2 separate regions of the Sus scrofa genome follow, and region 1 is linked to region 2. Evidence: chromatin contacts called from public HiChIP or PLAC-seq data. All regions are on one chromosome and are shown on one strand. Each heading gives the region's core, a stretch centred on a gene start, on an enhancer-like site or on the middle of the called end of the contact. The rest is flanking DNA. Distances are from core to core; before and after follow the strand shown. Region 1 overlaps ITGA9 (integrin alpha-9). Region 2 overlaps ITGA9 (integrin alpha-9).

Region 1 (5,410 bases), core at 823-3,322, 80 kb after region 2:
AAAACCACAGCACCCACTTTGTCACAGAGCATTCGGTGCCATCTGATGACCCAGGCCACTAGAGGAGCTGCTGTGGCTTCTGGCAATGCTGTGGGAACTAGAGGTTCTCTCTGGGGATGACTGCCTTGGCTCCTGTGACAGCGTGGCAGAATCCATTCAGGAAAATAGAAACCACACCGGTTATTTTAACAGAGAGAATTTAACACTGGGGGCAGTTCAGCAGGTCCTGGTAGTGACTGCAGGAAGCAGCCACTGCTTCTAGGTTTGTACCAGGCATCTCAAAGGTGGTTCCCAGACCAGCTGCCACAGCAGCACATGGAATCTCGTTAGAGATGTGAATTCTAACTGAATCAGAAACTCTGAGCAGGGTGGGGGTGGGGAGAGGTCAGCAACCTGTGTTTTAACAAGCCTACAGCTGGCTTCGATTTGAGAACCTCTGGTCCAGGGGAACAAAGGGAAAAGGTTACACATGGGGTGGACCACTTCCTTGGGGTTGTCAGAACCTCCAAGCTTGGAGAAGGGACCTTGTGGACCCAGCATCTAAAACTTGGAAGGAGGGAATCCTAACTAGTGTCCCTGGTACCTCTGAGGCAGGCAGTGAGGCTGACTCTGGGGAGTGGGTGAGAAATGGAACCAGAATTAACTGCTATTGGAAGCAGCTGCCGTGGAAAAGTGTCACTGGGTTAAGCTGATAGGAAGTCCCTTCCCCTCCTCCAGCCTTGCAGCCTCCCTCAAAAGCCCTCCATCTCCCACTTGGCAGTGCTTCCAAGAGAGCCGCCGGCAAAGCAGAAATGAAGTTTGCAGGGTCCCAGCCCCAGCCTTCCTGAGCAGCGTGATAATTTCCTAAGCCAGTCACATGGAATCCCTGAAACTCCTGTTGGCTCATTCAGTCAATAAAATAGTTATGAAGTTCTGAAAAGTGCCAGGCTCTGTGCCCAGCACTGAGCCCAGAGTGTGGAATGGGCCAGGCAGGGTCCTTGCCCTCTTGGAGCTTGTGTGGCCGGCCCTGTGCTCAGTCCTGGGATGTTAACACCATGCCCAACTCCAACAGCCCTCAGGACAGATTTACAACGTATTTCATCAAGCCATTTAAAACAAGCGTTCGGCTCATCTCAAGTCTTAGTAATCTTCATTCTTGGCCTGGGGAGCAGCATGGGGCTCCTGGGAGCTTCCTGGCTACCATAAGCAAGGCAGATGAATGCTGTGTCTGAGAAGGCTCTGTCCCTTACCTGGCTGGGCCTGTACCTCCTTGCTGGCCAGGCTGAAGCCTAAATGTGCTTGTCAGTCCTTGGAGGCTGAGAATCTTAGCTGGTAATTCTGGCCCCTCCCCAGGGTGCTAAATGGAAACCAGGCAGGGCTCAGCCTTCAGTGGTTGTTCTGTGCTCTCACCGGGCGCCCCTGTGTTTCCATGGCTGTCACACACCCTGGTGAAACTGTGAGTGGGCAGGGGTAGTGGGGGCAGGGAGGGAGAGAGAGGAGGGGGAGCGGGGCCTTCCCTGCCCTTGGACAAGCAGCAGAGCCCAGGTGCTGAGAAATGGCACCAAGATCATGCAAGCCAGTGGCAGAAACAGGGTTGACACCGGGCATCTTTTCCCCAGACCCTTCCTCTGGCCTTAGGGGTGCGTTTCTAATCCAGAGAGCATTTGCACTCCAAAACATTCTCTGAGCTCCTCCTGGGCTCTCAAGAAGCTGGAGATGGGATAATAAGGCAGATCCATGTTCTATAAGGAAAGGGGTGGGGTGCTGCTCTAATTACCACCTCGTTCCTTGGGGAGGGGGTGAAAAAAGTTAGGAAAGCTAGGAGAGTAGAAATAGCCGTTTCCCCTCCTCTCCTGGGAAACCCTAAGGGAAGCTCAGAGTAAGTCTGGAAGGAGGATTTATTAGTAGAATTTCACAGCTGAAATAGTGTTCTGAGGTCGAATGGGAATGAATCAAAACTTTCTGGGAGCGACCAGAGCCACACTGATGCGAGACAGCTGGCTGCCTGCTGGCCTGGACGGTGTGGGGGGCCTTGGGGGCCAGGGAAAGGAGACGGCTTGAAGCATGACTCGGAGCCCATCAGCTTTTCCATCAAGATGACATCATTCGACATGGCACGGACACAGGCTGCCAGAAGGAGAGCTGAGGATGGGAAGTGTGTGGTTGGAGCAAGCCTTAATCAGAACCAGCACCTCCCCGAGCCGGGCTGGCTGGGCTGGCTGTGTTGGGGGCGGTTTCACTGGCAACTCAGGCGGCCTGACGCACCCATCCTCCCACCGGGTGGGCTGATTCTCTGGCGTCTCCTTCACTTGGTGGGGGCAGAGGCTCCCTTCAGACACACTTGGCGTGGGGGCTGTTTAAAAGTACCAGTTGAGCTCAGGGATTTTGGATGGGCTGCACTTCTTACCACTCTGGCAGGTTTGAGATCCTCCTTGCTTAGGCTGGGTTTCCCGTCATACATCTCTTGGTTTTGTGTGAGAAGAAAGAATTTGATAAGGAGCTAACTTCTTTTTGTGTAATTTAAAAGGCCCAAATAGATTTTATTTTTTTATTTATTAGCCTCACCCAGGGCATGAGGAAGTTTTCAGGCCAGGGATTGACCCCATACCACAGCAGTGACAACGCTGCATCCTTAACTGCTAGGTCACGAGGGAGCTCCTCAAAAATAGATTTTCAATCAAGGAGAAGCACTGAGTAGGCAGTTCTAAAGAGGAATTAATTCCAACTTGATTGCATTTAGCACATTGGATAATTTGGTCTCTCTGTGATTGGATGCTTTTTGCGTTTTAGTAATTTCTGATAGGTGAGCCTGTTGACATATGCAAACACCACCCAGAGCAGAGCAGCAGTTGTGATCATCAGCTCAGTGTTAGTAACTCTGAGCTGTTTCTCCCCTCCCTTGAATTGCAAGAGGGAAATATGGGGCCAGTGATTCTGCAGTGATATGAGGCTTTGGAGAGCTTAATGTTTCTGAAGTACCCCACAGGGCTTGGCCCTCAGGGAAGGTTGAACTTATTCCCTTTTCCAGACTCGGCCCATTTTAATTCACCATCTTGCAGAAGCAGAGCCTGCACAAGGATTTGAGGGCATGTCATTGAGTCAGGAGGTGATGCCAGGAAGTACCAGTAGGAAAGAAGGACAATGAGACAGGAAGGGAAGGCAGCCACATTAATCAGAGTTCACCAGAGAAACAGAATGAATAGGATATGTGTGTATGGATATTGTAGCTCAGAGGCAGTCTGAAAGCGGCTTCCTTCTTTTTGCAAAGACCTTTGTCTTTTTCCTCTTAAGGCCTTCTACTGATTAGGTGAGGCCCACCCACATTGTGGATGGTAACCGCTTTATTCAGAGTCTACTGATTTAAAGGTCAATCTCATCTTAAAAACACTTCCACTGTGACATCCTGATGGGTGTTTGACCAAATATCAGGCTACCGTGATAGGTTAGTTCAGGTTTACTCATGAAAGACACCATTACAGCAGCCAGTTAGAGGGTGTGTCATTGAACAAGTTACCACTGTAACAGGTGGCTGGAGCTGAATCCTGCTGGGGACGCCTGGGAGCCAGTGTGGAACACACTGCATGGTTACCCCACTCAAAGGACTGGGGAGCTGGAGTCATGCGTTACTGAGGGCTGTCCCAGGGACTCTAGTTCTGGGTGCTCCTGGCCTGCCGTGCACATGGGCTGAGCCATCAAAGCCCCAGAAAAGGGGATGCTGGTGCTGGCAGTTAAAAGTTGGGCTGGACAGCAGAGAAACGGTAGAAGCCAAGAGGATGTGGGTGGGGCACTGATGCTATCTGTGCACTCTTCCTGTGTTCATTTCCACCCAGGCTTTCTCTGATGAGGTGGTTCAGACCCGCTCTTCTCTCCATGGTTACTCTTCATGGCCACTCAGGGGAGGGCACGCAGGAGGATGGCCGGGAGGGGGGCTGCAGACAGGTCCCAGCTCAGCCGCTGCCACAGCCACCACGTTGATTTACCCCCTCCGATGCATTCCGGCTCATCTTCCAGCAATACCTCTCTCCAGCTCTGACCTTGCTAAATGGAACTTGGAAAGGCACTTCATTTCTACTTTTTCTTTCTTACTGTTCGGTGGTCACCTAGGGAAATTGTGATCAGGAGGAAGTAAATTGGCCAAAGTTCTGTTCTAAATCTCTTTATTTGTTAGGTCCTGCTGTCTGTGCGTTCAAAAAATGCGAGTTTGGGGGGTCAGATAATGTAAAAAAATGCACCAAAGAGCCAGCATGGTAGATTGGCCCAAGAGATGAGGAGAATTCCAGATTCAGCTCTGCAGTGATGGCTCTCTGGCCTGGAGCAGGTCTTGTTCCCTCTTGGGGCCTCAGTTCCTTACTGGAAAAGTTAGAGTCTTGAACGAGATGGTCCCTGAGCTTGTCCTAAAGCTTTGACATTCTACCCCATTTCCTGCACTGTTGCCATCAGAATAGGTGTGTTAAATCTTGTACAGACTCTTGTGTTTTTTCTGTCAAGTTACTATCCCATGTGCATTCTTTTCTTCTCAGTAATATCGCCTGGGATTAGCTAGGTCTCAGGTATCTGCTGGTGACCCAGCCTGGCCTTGGAAATCAGCTGTTCGTTGAAGTAAACAAGCCAGGGCAGGCTCGCCCTTGCTGACCAGGAATCTGCCAGTTTGGCAAGGCAAGATGCTGGAGATGGCCGAGGCCCAGGAAAACCATTAAATGCGTCAAAAATATGCCTGTGGCAGCTGCACAATGCCTATCCAGGTCACTTTTCCCAGTTTACGCCTCCCCTCGTGGCTAATCCCTTTGATGTTATTAAAAGCCAGAGTCATCCCTGCTGCCTCAGCTTCATGGCAGGTGCAAAGCTGCATTTTTTGGGTGCAAGAGGCTGGCTTCTAAGAGGCTGTTGTGTGGAGCCAGGGCAGGGAAGGGTCATCCATTTTTCCACTGCTCAACAGTCTCATCTGGGCGTTTTAGGGACAGAAGCTCCCTTTCTCTCACTTGAAGAATGCCACATTCCCCCGAATCCACAGAGCAGCTCAAAAATAAAGTGTTACCTATAAAAAGTGTTACAGAGGAGCCGATCTCTAAAATGGTTCTGTGGTACGAAAACAGCAGTAAGAGGAGTCTAATAAGACTAAAACCAGGACGTTCCCCCTGTGCCGAATGGGATGGGAGGCATCTTTGCAGCACCAGGATGCAGGTTGGATCCCCAGTCTGGATCTGGTGTTGCCACCTGGCTCTGAGTTTCCACTGTGGCACAACGGGATTGGCAGCCTCTCTCAATTCCTGGCCCGGCACAGTGGGTTAAATGATCCTGCAGTGCCACAGCTGTGGCATAGGTCGCAACCCAGGCTTGGATCTGATCCCTGGCCCAGGAAATCCATATGGTGCAGGGCAGCCAAAAAGAGAAAGAAAGAAAGAAAGAAAAAAAAAAAAGACTAAGGCCATAT
Region 2 (5,961 bases), core at 3,025-5,524:
GGGTTCTTCCTGTCTCGGCCTTCATTGTAACCCCTGGTTCCCCAGCAACAACCAGATCTTTGGTCTGTGCTGTAAAAGGGGGACTGCCTGCCTGGCTTAGCCCCCAGTGAGGAGCTGTCTGTTATTGGCAAGTTACTTCAGCTATTTGAGCCTCAATCCCTCCTCTGTAAAAGAAGACAATTTAATAAGTGTTGTCATTCATTATGTTGTGGGGGGGTTAAATGAGATGATGTCTGCAGAACCTGGAACATAACAGGCAGCACATAGTAAACCTTAGATAAATATGAGTAGCTATTTCTGATGTTACTTTGATGTTTGAAACAAACAGTCATCTTCATCCTGACTTTAGATACTAAAAGTTTACTTTTAGTACATGTGTTGATTCATTCATTCATGAAATTTGAGTGTCAGCACTCAGTACAGAAATGAATGAAAGAGTCTTGTGTAAGACACTATTAGATGTGGTCTCTAAAATTTTGGTCATGCTGTATGTACATAAATCTGCATTTCTTTGTATTCATGTATATGTCTGTTTGCTTCCAAAAAAGGATCTGAGATGACTAATTGGAGCCCTGTGGGATTGTAAATCCTAGAGTTATAAAAATCCTAATTTTTTTTTTTTTTTTTTTTTTTTTTTTGCTTTTTAGGGCCACACCCACAGCATATGGAAGCCCCCAGCCTAAGGCTCGAATAGGAGCTATAGCTGCCAGCCTATGTCTCAGCTACAGCAATGCTAGATCTGAGCTATGTCTGTGACCTATACCACAGCTCAACAGCAGTGCCAGATCCTTAACCCACTGAGCAGGGCTAGAGATCGAATCTGCATCCTCATAGATACTAGTCAGATTCATTACCGCTGAACCACAATGGGAACTACTAAAAAAATTTTATAGTTGATTTTATAGAGTTTCAAGTGTACAACATAGTGGTTCAATATTTTTATGCAATTATACTCCATTTAAAGTTATAAAATATTGACTGTATTCCCTATGCTGTGCTATACAGTATGTGCTTGTAGTGTATTTATTTTATACACAGTAGTTTGTACCTCTTAATCTGCTCCCTGTCTAACCCCTCCCTCCTTCCCTCTCCCTCCTGGTAACAGCTGTTTTGTTCTCTGCATCTGTGAGACTGTTTCTGTTATATTCACTCATTGGTTTTATTCACTCATTGGTTTTGTTTTTTAGATTCCACATTTAAGTGATAACATACAGTATTTGTCTTTCTCTGACTTATGTCACTAAGCATAATGCCTTCAGGTCCTCCATGCACTTGCAAATGGTATTATTTCATTCTTTGTTTATGCCCGAGTAATATTCCATTGTATATTTGTATCCATATATACAAGGATTTGGTGTGGTGTGGTTTTGATCCTCTCATATGTTAATAGACACTTAGGTTGCTTTCATGTCTTGGCTGTTGTAAATAGTGCTGCATTGAACATTGGGTTGCACGTATCTTTTTCAAATTGGTGTTTTTGTTTTCTAGGAGTGAAATTGCTGGGTCATGTGGGAGTTCTATTTTTAGTTTTTTGAGGAAACTCTATACTATTTTCCACAGTGTCTGCACCAACTTACATTCCCACAACTGGTGTACAAGGCTTCCCTTTTCTCCACATCCTCACCGACCTTGGTTATTTGTGGCCTTTTTGACGATGGCCATCCTGACAGGTGTGAGGGAAATCCTAGCATTTTGCATGCCTCTTCCTTCTCTCAGAGAGCAGGAGGGAGGTCACTTCCATTCTGGGAAGCTCTGGCCTGACATCTGGGACATAAGTCCACACTTCTAAGGTGCTGATGACATTTTAGAAAAAGTAAATGTAAAGTTATTGACTTACTTTTCTTGGAGAAGAAAATTTTGCCCAGAAACCAAGAGAAAGACTAAAAGAATCAGACCTCTCAGAGTTCTCTCGGAGCTTGCTCTGCTTCTTGGATTTTTTTTTTTTTTTTTTTTGTCTTTTTAGGGCCACACCTGCAAGATGTGGAGGTTCCCAGGCTAGAGGTCTAATTGGAGCTGTAGCCGCTGGCCTACGCCACAGCCAGAACCACGCCAGATCTGAGCTGTGTCAGCTCATGGCAACACTGGATCCTTAACCCACTGAGCGAGGCCAGGGATCAAACCAGCAACCTCACGTTTCCTAGTTGGATTCATTTCTGCTGCACCATGATGGGAACTCCTGCCTCTTGGATTTTAATGTTTACTTGGTGCTCTCAGATGGGGAAGGAAAACCTCGACTCTTTGCTGTGCTTCCTTCTCCAGCTGCATCTACTGGGACCTGAGCCCTGAGCCAGAGCAGCAGTTTCTAAGGACCCTTTTACTCCCTTCTAGAATGGCCAGGGGGGCTAATTCCTCTCCAGGGTGGGACCCTGCCTGTGCCTCTGTTCTTTCCCAGTTGGGCATGGAATACCACCTGTTTCCTTCTCTCGGAGTGAAGGACTTGGTGTGATCAGGTGGCTTTCCTGGCACTGACTTGCCGTCTGTGCAGGTCTCGGCTGCGTTTTGCCCAGTAAGGGATGTGGAGGGATTCCTGGGGTTTTCCTGAGGTGTGGTGGACACGCAGTGATTGAATTCCACTCCTGTGACCAAAGTGTGGGTCCCTGAGGAAGTTTTGGTTTGGGGATCAAATGCATGAAGGCAAACCCAATGGGTTTAAGGTTTCTAATCTCCAGTTGCTGTCTTGGATCTGACTGTAATTTCGCCCTGTGGAATCACTGCTGTGGTATTTGTGGGGAAGGAGGGAGCCTCTGGGGGTGATGTTGGCCTTCCCCAGGGAGGTAGCTGTGGTCCAAACCTTTTCTGCCACCTGCTCTCTTGGGAAGTGACCCAGGGTTGCTCTCAGGAGGTGCGGGATGGGTTCAGAGCAGGTTGGGAGCCCAGATTGGAGCCTCAGTGACCAGCTTCCATACAAAGGTCAACCAAGGAAGTGGCTGTGTTGGAAAAAAATGAAGAGCATTTAAATTGCCACTGTAGGAGGAAGTTGTGTGTGTGTGGGGGGGGCGGCAGTTACAGGAAACGGCATGCCCTTGAACACGAATGCCCTGGGTTCAAATCCCAGCTCTGCTACTTATCAGCCTTGTCACTCCCCATCTTTGATTAAAATGCACACTAGCAGCTGCCGATAGGATTGCCTCAAGCAGGAAATCATTCATCTCCTGAGCATACCTGGACTGGCAGACAAACAGATGGGCCCACTTTCCCAAATAGGTGTCTGAACTGCTCAGTAAGAGAGACTAACCCCTGGGCAGGCAGCTCCATGCTGCAATGGGAACATTTTAGGAAAGCAAGAAGGCAATCGAAATTCAGCCTGATGGGGAAGAGAAGGACTGCCTTTAAGTTCCAACCCTCTTGTCTGTCTTTTGGGGATGAAACTTCTAGGTTTTAATCTCGGGCCACCTGCAGAGACTCACTTGCCTTTTCCAAAGTTACGTGTGAGCTGCTGGCAACAGAGAGGATGCTTCCACCTTTCTGGCTGACAGGAGAGTGGGCTCTGCACCTGACTGTCTGGTTGCGGGCTGCGCTTGGCGTCTTTACCATGCTTTTGGGGGCTCTGACCACCTACTTCTTCATCTGTAAAGTGGGGATAATATTGGTGTCACCTAGGCTTGCCCTGATGATTAAACACAGTTCTGCACAGAGGGAGCCTAGCCCAGCACCTGTACGCCCCAAGTGCTCCCTCTGGGCTGGTTGTCCTTGTAACTTGTAACCAGAGTTCTGAGTTAAGGAGGAGACCCTAAAATGTCCTAAAAGTTTGCACATCATCAACTGGGGATGGGACAGGAGGAGAGCCTCGCTTCTCAGGGCCATCTCTCTGTGCTGGCTGCAGATGAACATGGTCATTTGTAATTGGTGTAGGTGGTTCTAGAACACTTCTTAGATTATAAGTCACCTGGAGAGCTTGTTAAAATGCACGTTCTGATTTAGCAGGCCTGAGATTCTGCGGTCCCATCAAGCTCCCACGTGTTTTCCATGCTGCTGCTCTGATGGACCACACGTGAAGTAGTAGCCAGCAAAGGTCAGCATCAGCCTGGTGATTTATCATTGGGGCTGCTCAGCTCCTTTTGATGGTAACGGTGCAGAGGAAAGAAACATCTCGTTGTCTTGTCAAGAGTGCCAGGAAAAATGTTGGGGGATGTTTGAAGTGGCTGGGACGTGTCTCTATAACTCAGAACAAGAGAAAGAGCAGGCGGTATCTTTTCCACGGCATACCCTGGACTCTGGGCCATTTCCCTGTCTCTGGGGATCAACCTGGTGAAAAGCCAGCTGAATTAACTTCAGAAGAGGCGAGCTCATCAGCTGGCCTGTGGAGCAGTCTTGCTGGCCAGCAGCCTAGGTAAAGAGCAGCGCCAGGCTGCGGAGGAAGCCACGATGTTCTGTAAACAGAGATGCAAGCTCGTCCTCCAACATGCCACCCTGTGAGTGTCATGCACATGTGTGTGCATGCACCCCCTTTTCTCTTGCTTCATTTCCAATTACACGGGGTTGGGGGGAAAACCCTTCTCCTCTGAGCAGCGGATGAAGAGTTTGAACCGGACAGTTGTTCTCTGTGCTTGATCAGCCATTGTTATTAGAACCCTTGAATCCCTCAGACTTGGAAGGACAACATAATTCAGCAGGTCCCTTCTCCACTTCAAATCTTTAAAAAAAATTTTTTTTTGGCTACGCTCTAGGTATTTGGAAGTTCCTGGGGCGAGGATCAAACCTGTGCCACAAACCTGTGCCACAGGTTAGAGGCCAGAACCCTAACCTGCTGAGCCACCAGGGATCTCCTCTTTCTCCACGTGTGATTTTAAAATAAATTCCTGTCTTTCTCTGTCTCAGCTCTCGGCTGGGAGACGTATCACTGGCATTTAAGCTCTCCAGGGTCCTGCCTGCTTGACTGCCTGTGTGTCTGTACCGAGGAGTCTGGAGCAGTGGCACTCTGTGAAAGGCAAAGGTTTCCAGTGCCAATTTGGGGGACAGGCTAGAGAGGCAGGCCATTGTGTCTTGCAGCCACTTCCCTTTCTTTATATGTGATGAATTCTCCCCCTTGTCTGGTGCTTGTGATTTTTTTTTTTTTTTATGGTATGAATTACAAGTGGCATTTATTCGTGGTGCTGATATAAATTTGGAGTTGGTGGGAATTGCTGGACCCAGCCCCGTCCCACAGGCGGAGGAGGCATTTTATGTTCCCCAGCTCCTCCAGCCTGCCTTGTGGAAGGCGGTGGGGGTTTCAGCCCTGGAGGGATGTCAGACTGCTAATTCTTCTCACCTGTGCAAACAAGTGGCGCTGGGGAGAGCCACCCTGGGCTCAGCCCCAGAAGTGAGGGGGGGAAATCAATCCTTTCATGTGGCTTTCTTCTTACTGGAGTTTCATTTGGTGTGTCATCCTGCATTTGCGTGAAAGCTGCCAAACTGCCCTCGTGTGGGTGATGGAGGCAGTGTGGGCTGCTTGGGAAAGTGCTTGCTAAGATTTCTAAAGGCAGTGGGTTCCAGCCCTGCTTCTCCTTGAGGTGTCTGCAGCCGTGGTCCATTGTGGGGAGGCTGGAGCTGCCTGGGGCACACCTGGGGGGGGCCAGATCCCTAGGTGTTACTAAGGGGCAGTGAGCAACTTGGGGGGTGCCCTCCCTTTTGGGGGCCTGCTCCTGTCAGAGCCTAGTAGCATGGTGTGATTTGACTCCTCACAGAATCCAATACTGACTCTAAGACTGACCTAGAATGAAAAGCTCCAGCCAGGAGCCCCTTTCTCTTCTGGGGATTGGAGGGTGGGCTCTGGGGCCGTGGGAATGAAGATGGGATCCACATGCCTTCTTGTGAACCTGACACCATGTCTCTGAGCCAGAGCAGGGGGTGTCTCCTGGGGGTTCTGCCAGCCTTTGCTGAAGGCCAGTCTGAGAGTTTTGGACCTCTGCTCTCTGATCTGGAGACCTCCACCCTTTTGCTCAGCCAGAGTGTTGGTGGGGAGCAGCATCATTCTAAGGCCAG

What was found. HiChIP or PLAC-seq counts read pairs in DNA pulled down with a chosen protein or histone mark.
Region 1: a contact with region 2 is called in an H3K27ac HiChIP or PLAC-seq map of skeletal muscle. The contact joins two enhancer-like sites. A contact is called at or near these places in 2 of 47 Hi-C or Micro-C datasets (epiblast stem cells and skeletal muscle) and 1 of 2 datasets of contacts at active chromatin or transcription factors (skeletal muscle).

Annotation. Positions count from the first base shown.
Region 1 is chr13:22,390,704-22,396,113 of Sscrofa11.1, forward strand. The region is part of intron 14 of ITGA9 (integrin alpha-9); the gene reads left to right. Among named protein-coding and RNA genes, the nearest start is that of ITGA9, 95 kb to the left of the region's middle. Within about 2 kb of position 2,073, at least 14 of the 83 cell types and tissues checked have an H3K27ac peak or open chromatin away from gene starts, as enhancers often do. A contact at or near this core is called in skeletal muscle, where this site is marked.
Region 2 is chr13:22,308,032-22,313,992 of Sscrofa11.1, forward strand. The region is part of intron 1 of ITGA9 (integrin alpha-9); the gene reads left to right. Among named protein-coding and RNA genes, the nearest start is that of ITGA9, 13 kb to the left of the region's middle. Within about 2 kb of position 4,275, at least 7 of the 83 cell types and tissues checked have an H3K27ac peak or open chromatin away from gene starts, as enhancers often do. A contact at or near this core is called in skeletal muscle, where this site is marked.